2 separate regions of the Capra hircus genome follow, and region 2 is linked to region 1. A link is a contact called in public Hi-C data. All regions are on one chromosome and are shown on one strand. The core of a region is the stretch at or near the end of the contact, and the rest is flanking DNA. Distances in the headings are between cores, read along the strand shown.

Region 1 (6,798 bases), core at 3,276-5,775:
CATTCATTTCTGATTTTATCTATTTCATTGTATTGACACTGGCAGGCAACAGAAAAATAGACTGTTTTTTTCAGTTGTACTCATTTCTGAGTAAACAATTCACTCTTCTGTTACTTTATTTTTTCTTTGTTTTCTTAAGTTGCTTAAAGTTAAATGCTTAAACTCTTTTTCCGTTACTCTCACTTCACAATAAAAACATTTAGCTGTGGCAATTTTATTTGAATTTCAAAGGACAGGGTGACCCCAACAGACATCTAGGCTACATGTGATTTATAAAAGTAAAACCTGCTCTCACACACACAAAAAAGACCTGTGTGCGGACTGGAAAAAAAACTAATAGAACTATAAGTAACCTTGAGGTGAGCCAAGATCCCACACAATACAAATGAGAGCTCAGATGACAGACAGAGATAATTTGTCTGACATTAAAAAGTCAGATATCTCCACACTAAGTCTGTGCTCTAGTTGAGCAAGAAGTCTTAAGAAGCAAAGCAAGGAACAACTATGGGCTTTCCGTCCCTTCCTTCTCTCTGCATGACAGCAGATCACCTAAAAGTCCCCAATGGACCTAGGAAACCATTTCCTTTCATAAGCACCCTAAGTCCATACTGTGCAAATTCTGTTTTCAAAGTTGAGCTTCAGTTGGTCACTGCCCCAGGACTCCTCCTCCCCTCCTGGAGAAAAATCCTAGAAGACAGAACACTGCCTGTTGGTGACATCTACTCTGACTTCAAAGTTTAGATGCAAACACAAGGAGCTTGAATAATTAAAGTAAATTCGGTGGAAAAAGGCATGTCACAGTTAATGGGGCCATTATTATAGTGCCTCTTGTCATATTTTCTCTCCAGTCACCACAGAGTGATCTCATTGCCTTAATCCTGCAGTTAAGGAGCTCAGGGTAGGCTCTGCCTACCAGAACCCTCACCTTGAGAGGGTTTTATTGTTGAAATTATACACTCTCCACTCCTGGGAAGATAAACAAGATCTAATTGTCCAAAAAACAGGACAACATATTATGCTAAGTAATCCATATTACAGAATATGTTTATAACCATTCTCATGACTTTTAATGACGTTAAAAAAAGATGCATGGTTTCCCACTGTAAAATGCAGGATACAAAAATATATGCAAGGTGTGATTTCAACTATTTAAATATTTATTTTATATACACAGCAGAAAGTTGGAAGAAGAAAATCACCAAAATGCTAGCAGATCTTTGTTTTGAATAGGATTAATGGAGAGTTTTAAAATTATTTTTTTAATTATAATTTTTTGTTGTTGTAAAATATTTTTTCAACTTTATTGAAATATAATTTACATACAAGATGCGCCCATTTTATTTTATTTTATTGCTTAAAATTTTTTAAATTGTCTATCAGGTGAGTTTGACAGAAGTATTGTTAACTTTGTGAGAAAAACATGCTAGTAATATCTGGTGGCTCATAGCCAACTTTCAGTGATTATAGTCTCTTCATATAATTATTCATGGTAATCCCTTTTATATAAGCATCTTAAAAACCTGCTTCTGTCACTAACCAAGCCTGACCAGTTAGAAGAGTTTTAAAAGGACAACAAATCTTTTTAAATTACAGAAGTAATACACATCTGTGAAAAATTCAAACAAGATGAACCCATTTTAAATGTGTAATCTCAGTGAGTTCTGACAGGTATCTACGTCTGTGTAATCACCTCTGCAGTCAATATGAAGAATGTTTCTGTCACCCTCCCCAAATCTCCCTCTGCCCATTGCAATCATCTCTCTCCACCCAACCCCAGACATCCAGTGATCAGATTTCACTGCAGATCAGTTTTGCCTCCTGTAGAGCTTCATATAAATGGAATCATATGGTATGTATCCTGTGTATGGCTTCTTTAATTCAGTGTTATGTTTTTGATATCCATCCATGTTTCTGTGTATATCAATAGTTCATCCCTTCTGTTGTGGGGTAGTATTTCATTGTTGAATATACCACAGTTTATCCATTCACCTGTTGATGGACATTTGTTTCCACCTTCCAGTTTTAAACATTCCCATACAAGTCTTCGTGGATATGTATGCACTTTCCTTGGACAGATAACCTGGAATGAAATCTTATAGATTCAATGTAATCCCTATCAAGCTATCAGCAGTATTTTTCACAGAGCTAGAACAAATAATTTCACAATTTGTATGGAAATACAAAAAACCTCAAATAGCCAAAGCAATCTAATTATAATTTAAAGTGAGAAACTTTACAAGAACTCTACAAACATAAGTTCATTTGCTTGTTTTTGGCTGTGCTAGGGCTTTCTCTAGTTGTGGCGAACAGGGGCTACTCTTCGTTGTGGTGTGAGGGCTGCTCCGTGCAGTGGCTTCCCTTCTCGGGGAGCGCAGGCTCTAGGGCATGCGGGCTTTAGTAGCTGTGGTACTCGGGCTCTAGAGCACAGGCTTAGTAGTTGTAGTACCCAGGTTTTGTTGCTCCTCAGCATGTAGAATCTTCTCAGACCAGGAACTGAACTTGTCCCCTGCACTGGCAGGTGAATTCTTAACCACTGGACCACTAGGAAAGTCCTTTTAATTTTTTTAGTTTCTTTCTCACAAGTTTCATTGCTTTTATAATCATAAATAAATCAAGAACAGTTTATGTGTAAAATTTCAAATCTATACCTTCCATTTCTTGAAATTAGTTCTGGGAAAAAGAAAAGGAAGATGAGGCGAGGGGAGGAAGTTACAACACAGAGAAAAGGAAATATTGTTGGTTTGCTAATAGGAATGATATTCAGAGTATTTAACTGGAGTCCAGCCCAGGCACCATGCAGTGAGAACCCAATTTGACAGTAACTAACTGATCCACTCATACTGATGTATTCTCACTAAAGTAGCCTGATTTCAGGCTACTTTACAAGGCAAGGTGTTATTGGGAATATTCTGACCATCATGTTATTTGTATACATTTTCTCCTTGAACAGAGCACATTTAGCTCCAGCTCCATCTGCAAAACCCCGCTTAGGTGTTCCATCTTCCATGAACCCTTTTAAGGTTGTCCTGGAGTAAATTTATGCTTCTCTGTAGCCTTTCCCCATAGTATTTATCACAATAGTGGTGCCCCGTAGTATAGCAATTCTGTGTACTACTCTCTTTTCTTATTCCATATCTCCACAGTGCCTAACATGGTAGAGATCATCACATTGAGTCCTCATCCAGCTACTTTCTAAGCAAGGACCCTTTGTTGTCATAGGGTACCTTCCAAAGAGGTCCCAGAGTTACGGCAGCCAACTTCATCTTGCAATTTGGGGTTGTGGACTTGTTCACACCCAGGATCTGAGCAATCTACTGAGGTGGGATAACAGACAGGTTTGCTAAACTGCCCTCTCCTCTGAGAAGATGAGGGGCTCATGGGGAAGTTGGCCTGATTGCAAGGGATGCCCTCTACTGATGGTGAGAGCAGAACTAGATATATGTAGCAACTGGGGTGGGGAGTGGGGAAGAAAATAGACAACATCAGGGAAGTATCAACTGTACCTATTCCCAGAGATATGTACAGGGTGAACTTGGTGGTGCTTTTGCAAAAAGACAAAAAAATTCTTAGCTTTGAAATATCATAGATTCAACATAATCATTTTTTTCATTTTGTCATCAAACATCAATACCCACTATGGATGTTGGGAGATTATAATATATATTGTGGAGAAGGTTGTGTTGAAATGGTCACTCTCACAGACTTAAACAAACATAGCTGAACTGAATTGATCTAAACTCAATAGTTTGCTAGGGCTCCCATAACAAAGGACCATAGACTGAGTGGCTTAAACAACAGAAGTTTATCCTCTCAAGGTCTGGAGGCCAGAAGTCCAAAATCTAGGTGTCAGCAGGGTTGATTTCTTCTGAGGCTGCCCCTCTCCTCTTGATTACAGAGGGCCCTCTCCTCCCTGTGTTTCTTTACATTACATTCCCTCTGCATATCTCTGTGTCCAACTTCCTCTCCAAAGAATCCCATTTTAACTCAGTTACCTCTGTAAAAACACCACCTCCAAATACAATCACACTGTGCGATACTGGGGCTTAGAACTTAAATGTGTGAATCTTGGGAGAATACTATTCAACCCGTAATACCCAGCCACATCTTAGGCGACAATCCAGAGATAAACTCAAACGCCATCAGATAGCCTTGATGGTCTGTCAGGAGGTCGGACCCCTGCGTTTGCAGTGCCTTCATTATCTCTGCTCCTTGCTCTTAATATAAACTTACTTCCTTCTGAAATGCTCTGTGTCTGGAATTCTTTTCCAACCCAGGCTTGGACTGCCTCTCTGGCTGTGTTGCATGGGGACTAGCACCCAGACTAGAGGCAAAGATAGCAGGGACCCCAATCACAGCAGCAGTAGGTAAAGTACAAGATGCACTCTCATCTTGCCAGAGGGCTAGCAGCCTTCTCATGCAACTTAAATCCTATTTTCCTGGCTCTTTTCCCTGGCAGCAGAGAAAGGCCCACAGCAAACAAGGACAATGTAGCATGCTCTGACACTTCATTTTGGAGGGCTTTGCCAGGGTCAGAAGACAGACTGAGAAAAGTGGAAGCCCAGTCCTTTATGTATGCAGCTCAGCAAGACAGGCCAACATATCCAGATGCCTCTGCCAAACCCCAGCGTAAATGAGAAAATCATTAAATTGTACACCAAGTAAAATATGCCAGTCTGAGTCCACTGAAATAGGAAAGCTGAATCCTCAAACAAGTTCCAAAAAACAATTAAATCTCTCAATTGTCAACATGGAAAATACGTATTTTACATTATTTGTGTGGAGTCCTACCTCTAGGCCACAGGTGCTAGGGCCTTGAACCAAGGCCACAGACCAGAACCAAGGTCACCTCCAAAACTGACTAAGCCCCCTTTGTAACCTTGCCAAAAGTCCCCCTGATCCTTCCCGGCCAGCTTTCTGACCCCATATTAGGCAAAAATGCCCACCCAGCACTCACCTTACAGTGCCCTAACCAACCTTCCAGGAGTTTTCTGTCTTGAGGCTATAAAAATTGGCCAGGAAAAGCGTCTGCTCTGCCTGGTCTGTCAGGAGGTCAGACCCCTGCATTTGCAGTGCCTTCATTATCTCTGCTCCTTGCTCTTACTATAAACTTACTCCCTTCTGAAATGCTCTGTGTCTGGAATTCTTTTCCAACCCAGGCTCGGACTGCCATGACAACCTGTTTCTTAGTTTCAATCCCTTTCCAAACACCAAAGAGGAACCAAAGTAGGAAAGACATCATTGAACAAAAGGAGAATATCTGAAATACAGTTGTACTGTGTTAAATGACCCATGACACATTAACTCAATCATTTAAGTTAATGCATAACTCAATATAGCTATTGAACAGGAAATGATCTCATTGGTAGCATCTAGCCAAAAAGATACAGCTGAAAATATATAGAGCATCAGAACATAAAAAATGGATGAGGTCTGCTGAGCTCCTTATTAGAATTTCAGTTCAGTTCAGTTCAGTTGCTCAGGTGTGTCCAACTCTTTGCAACCCCATGGACTGCAGTACACCAGTCTTCCCTGTTCATCACCAACTCCTGGAGCCTACTCAAACTCATGTCCATCGATTCGGTGATGCCATCCAACCATCTTATCCTCTGTCATCTCCTTCTCCTCCTGCCTTCAATCTTTCCCAGCATCAGGGTCTTTTCCAATAAGTCAGTTCTTCGCATCAGGTAGCCAAAGTATTGGAGTTTCAGCTTCAGCAACAATCCCGCCAATGAATATTCAGGACTACATAGTTCATTTATATTGGGATGGTATATCTAAGTGTGTTCATTGAGTAAGATTAGAGTGAAGACTCCAAGTAATCTAGTTGCTAAAATGTGGTATAAAAAAGTTACAGGGGTTCCCTTTAAATCTCAAACCTATCTGATTAGTGTTCTGAGCCTCCCCAAAAGTAGAAAACAAAGGAAAAATACATAAAGCATTATTTACCAGCATGCTCTTGATGAAACCATGTAGGATTCATGGGCTAAATTCTGACCCCTAGTGGTAAAGTTTTAATAGGGTCCTCAAATATACCATACTCGATTTTGAATTACTGCTACCATTGTGGAGAGAAACCGTCTTTAAAGGATTAAGAGGAAGACTGTCACCCACAATCTCAGGCACTGGCCTCTTTGACTCTAGGTCATTCAGTATGTTAGCAAACTCCTTGGCTGACTTATATTTCAACACTGATTTCAGCCTCATGCAAACAAGCATTACCCAAGAACTCCAGACAAAGCAATAGTCCTTCAGTTTATTTTCAGAGTCTTTTCCTCTCCCCAACCACTTCAGAGTACTAGTGATTAGTAGAAAACCCAAAAACAAGCACGCAGAGGAAGGAAAGAAAGATGTAGATATTTAATAACCATGTAAGTGCTGACAAGTGCAGACATAACACTAAATAAGGTGTTTCTAAGAATAGAAAGCAATAATGATACTCCAAGGGGATGATAACATTTAAACATCAGAAAGTAATTCTTCCACTATCATTTATAACCAATTAAATATAAACTTTTTGAAACCATAAAGTGGATCTAACTATTAAAACATTGGTCCTATAGGTCAAAAATTATATTGACACAATATTCTTATTAAAATAATAGAGCAAATATAAAATTTGAGAAGAAACTTCTTTTTCAAGAAAACCCAAACTATATTCCCTTAAGACAACAGGGTGATCACTTTGACTCAAGCCTATTTCTGTTAGTATAGGCAATAAAATGGCAAATCCCTCAATCTTAATTATGAGTTCCATAGAACCAGTGCTGCTTGAGAAGCTCATGGCATCTAGTCTATATC
Region 2 (6,218 bases), core at 159-2,658, 120 kb before region 1:
TTAAACAAGTAATATAAGAAGAATATGCCTTGAAGGGGTGACTCGCTGCTAAATGAGAAGTTCAGACAATGAAGAAGACGTTGGCCTCCAGGCTGGATTGACTCAGAGGACAGAGACAGTGGGGTTTTCACCTGACAGGTTGGACCAGCCAGAGGGCATGAGGTGGCAGGAGGGGGCATCATGGTAGAAAGAAAAGAACAGATCCTTTGGAACTCGTAGTTTGAGTTCCTCTTCTGCCATTTATTAGCTACACAGCTTGGGCATTTTTTAACTTCTCTACACTTCCGTTTCCTCACTGGAAAAACAGGGGTAATGTTATCTACCTCATGGGTTCCATACATCATTCAGGACTACAGACGTTTTGCACAAACACGTGTGCTAAGTCCTGGAGTACAAAGATGGCAAGAGAAGGGTCTTGCCCTTGAAGCCTATCACATGAGGTGTGTGCTCATATGCTCAGTATTGTCCGAGTCTTTGCGACTCCATGGAGAGCAGTCTGTCAGACTCCTCTGTCCATGGGATTCTCCTGGGAAGAGTGCTGCCAAGTGGTTGCCAAGCCCTCCTCCAGGGGGTCTTCCAGACCCAGGGATGGAGCCCACATCTCCAGCGGCTCCTGCATTGGCAGGCGGATTCTTTATCACTGAGCGTCTCTTATGTCTGTTGCATTGCAGGTGGATTCTTTACCACTAGCACCACCTGGGAAGCCCACATGAGGTGGGGCAGGAAAATATATTAGTCCCCCTTTTCCTTTTCCCTCTAGGCATCTGCCACTTTAAAGGACAGGTGGCCAGATCCAGTGGCCCATGACTGGGGGGAATTCAGGACATGAGTTCACAAGTTTGGAGACAGAATAGGCTCCTTACTTCACATCCTCTGTGGAGGATTCCTGCCCTCCGGTTCCTCCTTCTATTAGGAATTGGATCTGTAACTCCTGAGGCCAGATCTCCCGATCTGAAGCTTCCCCCTTGACTCTGATGAGGTCTAGAGGGAGCCGAGGTCAGAGGCAGTAACCCTCAGTCAACTGCTATCATTGCTCCAAATGCTTTTCGTGCTGTGTGCTCAGTCGTGTCCGATTCCTTGAGACCCCATGGACTGTAGCCCTCCAGGTTCCCCTAGGGAAATCCTAGGATTTCCCAGGAAAGAATACTAGAGTGGGTTGCCATTTCCTTTTCCAAGGGATCTCTCCCACCCAGGGATGGAACCTGTGTCTCCTGCATGGTCAGGGAGATTCTGTATCTTTGAGCCCCCTGGGAGGCCCCGCCTGCTGTTTACCTCCTTACTTAATTTTTGTAATTACAAAAGACCACCACCAGGGGGTGTAGGAGCAAGTAGCTGAGCCCATCTACCAAGCAGAACGCTTTTTGTTTTCTTGCTGAAAAAATGTAGTTGAGGTCCACAAGCCTACCTTGTGGGTTGAGAACAACACCTTCTGCACCTTGTACAAACCCTTTGTAAAGAACATGGCTCCCTTAAGGCTCAAAATCATTTTTGACTAAGCCCATCCTCCACAGCCCATCAGGCTGGGCCAAGGGTTTCTAGGCTCCGATTCCAGTTTTCAATGTTTCTTCTGATTAAAAGCCCTTTGGCTCAGCAGGATTGTCTATAATGATAGTAAATGGCTCACATGATGATGAGGCAGTCTTGTCACGTCTTGAATTGCAATCTGTCTTGAATCCAAAGCCATCCACCTCGGTTATTGGTTTTGGCCCCTGTCTCCCCACCCCAATTTCCCATACCACTTGCAGAGACTTGAATAGCTGTCCTACTCTGCCTCCCTATGGCAATCCTCATTAAAATCAAGCACTCGTCGGCCAGGAAAAAAAAAAAAACCACAGGGTCCCTATGTGTCTCTGAGGTCATAGAAACTCAAGCCTCCATGACAAGGCTTGTTTTTTCCTCACAGGAGTCTGCTTTCGCAAGGGTTCATCTTTGAGGTCCATTTTCTTTGAGACACTCACGCACACTCCAGCAACAATGGAAAGGAACATGATTTCCCAAGCAGGTTGCCTAGAAACCACTCCTGTGTTTCTGAAACTAATTTAAACATAAAAATTCAGCTCCTGACTCATGCCAAGAATGCATGTAATAGTTTTCTCAGTATTTTACTTTCCTTTTTTCTCACATTACAAAATAATGCCTACTCATTGCACAAAAAAATTGAAAAGAATGTGAAAATACAAAGGTCCAGAAAGAAAAAAATCCCCCATAATCTTACTATCAGAGGCAATGACTATTGTCATTTGGAAATGTTTTCTTCCAGGCTATTTTTCTCCCGATGCATTTTTTACCTCATGATATTAATATTGAATTTACATGGAGCTTGCTTTTTCCATTGGTAGAGTGTCAGCATTTCCCCATCTGGCTAAAATTTTCAGAAAATTGATTTTGTAAATGACTGCATTATCAGTTCAGTTCAGTCACTCAGTTGTGTCCGACTCTTTGTGACCCCATGAATTGCAGCATTCCAGGCCTCCCTTTCCACCAACTCCCGGAGTTTACTCAAACTCATATCCATTGAGTCAGTGATGCCATCCAACCATCTTATCCTCTGTCATCCTCCTCTCCTCCTGCCTTCAATCTTTCCCAGCATCAGGGTCTTTACCAATGAGTCAGTGCTTCGTATCAGGTGGCCAAAGTATTGGAGTTTCAGCTTCAGCAACAGTCCTTCCAATGAATATTCAGGACTGATTTCCTTTAGGATCGACTGGTTGGATCTCCTTGCAGTCCAAGGGATTCCCAAGAGTCTTAGTCCATTTTCCATTATTTACTTAACCATTCTCTTCATGCTGGACATTTAGGTTATTTCCAGTCTTACAGCATAATAATAAATGCTGTCATGATGATGTTGGTACAAACATTTACTATATATTTCCTCAGGATAAAAATCATAAAAAGGATTTCAAAAGTCCTGATCATTTAAAAATCATCTTTTAAAATATTGAACTATTTATGATTTTTGGGGGGAGGCCATGTTGTGTGGCTTGTGGGGCCCCAGCCCCCTGGACCAGAGATTAAACCCAGGCCCTCAGCCATGAAAGCACCAAGTCCCAGCCACTTGACTGCCAGGCAATTCCCTGTTCATGTAGTATTTAAACAGGACATTAAAAAGTAAATTTCCCTCTCTTGTCTATCTAGTACCACTTCCTAGAGTAACCACTGCTATCAGAAATTTTCTATGAATATAGAAGTATATGTATATATTTGTTTATTTGACATTATACATTGTTCTACGACTTGTTTTACTTACTGTATCTTAGACATCTTTCTACATCAACCTAAATTGATCTGTTCTTTGTAGGAGTTGCATAATATTTCATTTGGTGACATACCATCACTTATTTGCATGGACAGAACTTCTTAGTGCACTCGCTGCATGTTGAGGGAGTTGGGCTCCCAGCGGGGGGTCTGAATCGACACTACTCCACTCACACCACACTTTCACTGGGAGAGGGAACAACTGGTGACAGAAAGCACCAGCTTTACCCCTGGAATTAGTATTATGGTCTATGGAAGTCTCCAGGCTTTTCCTCTTCTGTTTGCTTTTTGTTTTAAACCTAAAGTTGACACTTTTACTAATCCCTCTCCTATTTCCCCTACTCCACAGCGCCTGGCCACCACAATTCTAGCCTCTTTCTGAATCAACTTTCTTTATTTGATTCCATATATAAGTGATACCATGTGGTATGTGTCTTTGTCTGGCTTATTTCACTTAGCATAATACCTTCCAGATTCATCCACATGAATCTGAAATAGCAAGATTTTCTTCTTTTCAAAGGTTGAATAATATAATTATCCATACACACACACACACACACATACACACGGAACTTCCCAAGCGGTTCAGTGGTAAAGAATCCACCTGCCTGCCAATGCAGGAGCCACAGGAGGTGCAGGTTCAGTCCCTGGGTCAGGAAGATGCCCTGGAGGAGGAAATGGCAATTCACTCCAGTACTCTTGCCTGGAAAATTCCATGCTGCAGTCCATGGGGTTGCAAAGGGTCAGATATGACTGTGCACACATCTGATATATATACATATATATCACATTTTCTTTATCCGCTCATCCATCAGTGGACACTTAGGTTGTCTCCATAATTTGGCTATTGCTAATAAAAGACGCTTACTCCTTAGAAGAAAAGTTATGACCAACCTAGATAGCATATTCAGAAGCAGAGACATTACTTTGCCAACAAAGGTCCGTCTAGTCAAGGCTATGATTTTTCCAGTGGTCATGTATGGATGTGAAAGTTGGACTGTGAAAAAAGCTGAGCGCCGAAGAATTGATGCTTTTGAAGTGTGGTGTTGGAGAAGACTCTTGAGAGTCGCTTGGACTGCAAGGAGATCCAACCAGTCCATTCTGAAGGAGATCAGTCTTGGGTGTTCTTTGGAAGGTCTGATGCTAAAGCTGAAACTCCAATACTTTGGTCACCTCATGCTCTTCATTGATTCATTGGAAAAGACTCATGCTGGGAGGGATTGGGGGCAGGAGGAGAAGGGGACAACAGAGAATGAGATGGCTGGATGGCATCACCAACTCAATGGACATGAGTTTGGGTGAACTCTGGGAGTTGGTGATGAACAGGGAAGCCTGGCATGCTGCAACTCATGGGGTCCCAAAGAGTCGGACACAACTGAGCGACTGAACTGAACTGAACTGAATAATACTGCAGTGAACATGGGAGTTCAGCTATCTCTTTGAGGTTATGATGTCATTTTCTTTGGATATATATACCCAGAAGTAGGATTGCTAAATCATGCATAGTTCTATTTTGCATTTTTTGAGGAACCTCCATGCTCTTTTCCATAGTGACTGCACTAGTTTATATTCCTACCAACAGGGCAAAAGGGTTCCCTTTTCTCCATATCCACTCCAGTATTTATCTATTGTCTTTTCGAAATAACTTTCTGACAGGTGTGTAGTGATATCGCGCTGTGGGCTTTGATTTGCATTTCCCTGATGATAAGTGAAGCTGAGCACATTTTCATGTAGCTGCTGGCCATTTGTAAGCGTTCTTTAAAAAAATGTCTATTCAGGTCTTTTGTCCATTTTTAAATTGGATTGTTTGTTTCTTTGCTGTTGAGTTGTATGAGTTTTTGGTATATTTTGGATGTTAACCCATTGCCTGGTTGATTATTTGTAAGGAAGTTAAGCAATGACGGCTTATGTTTTTCTCCCTCTAGGTGGGGGAGGAGGTGGTTTTTCAAACATAGTGTGTCTTAGCAACTGAAAGGAACCCTAAAAGGGCCCCTTTCTGGTCTGTGGCTAATCCAGGTGCCTTGGGATCCCCATTTCCTCGAGATTAGCATGCTCACAGCACAGCACTGTACCCTCTTTATCAATTGGCTGCAAGTACTTCCTGTCCCAGCGGTTTGAGTTGGGCGATTGCAGCCGCTACGACCGGATATAAACAGAATCTTTACAACCGTGAGGTTCCTTCTCAGTCACTTTAGCCCTCTTACTTCCAAATCTCAATGGAAAAATAAAGTGGGCCTCCTGGCCACCAACCCCATTTCTAGCCAGTTCCTGCAGGAAGAAGTCCTGTGGTAGGCTGGCAAGGCTAAAAGGATACCTGGTGGCCAGGGACTGGTAATCTATGCTTAATTACCTGCGGCATTTAATGGCCACAGAGAAAAGGAAAAAGCATATTTATTTTCTATTTAACTGCTTGATCTTACAGACGCCAAGACAGTTACATAAAGTCATAATGTTAGAGCAGGAAGGGACCCTGGAGATCAAATTATGTAACCTTATTTTAGAAACGCTGAGGTCCCGGAATGTTACACTTCTCCCTCAAGGCCAGTGACACTGGCTAGCACAAAGCTGGAACTAGCATCCTGGCTGTGACCTAAAGCATTATCCCAGCACTAGCAGCATTTTCACAACGGCAGAAAAAAGTATGAGAGCCTGATTCTAGTCCTGGATTCCTACTTGCGTCTGAACATTTCACAATTCCAGAAATAGGCTTGTGGAAGAGAAGTAATTGCCTCCAAAACCCATTCTCCCATTCTTCAGTAATAAAATATCAAATGTTAGCAGGGCACAGGCAGCTCAGGGGGAAAAAATATCACATTTCCTAGTATGCTGTACAATGAATTCACTTCCAAGTCCTGGCCAGAAGATTGAAAGGAAGGTAGTGAGTGCTTTAAAGAGCTAGAGAGTACCCTTCATGCGACCTGACTTCCTGACCAGTAACTAGATGCTGACCCAAGGTCTGGAGC

The links. A called contact is a pair of places that touch in the nucleus more often than the background predicts.
Region 2: a contact with region 1 is called in a Hi-C map of blood, with 4 times the contacts expected there. The contact joins two enhancer-like sites. A contact is called at or near these places in 3 of 5 Hi-C or Micro-C datasets (all in blood).

What each region holds. Positions count from the first base shown.
Region 1 is chr6:59,771,943-59,778,740 of ARS1.2, reverse strand. No RefSeq gene overlaps it. Among named protein-coding and RNA genes, the nearest start is that of RHOH, 21 kb to the left of the region's middle. Within about 2 kb of position 4,525, at least 1 of the 5 cell types and tissues checked has an H3K27ac peak or open chromatin away from gene starts, as enhancers often do.
Region 2 is chr6:59,886,076-59,892,293 of ARS1.2, reverse strand. No RefSeq gene overlaps it. Among named protein-coding and RNA genes, the nearest start is that of CHRNA9, 18 kb to the left of the region's middle. Within about 2 kb of position 1,408, at least 2 of the 5 cell types and tissues checked have an H3K27ac peak or open chromatin away from gene starts, as enhancers often do.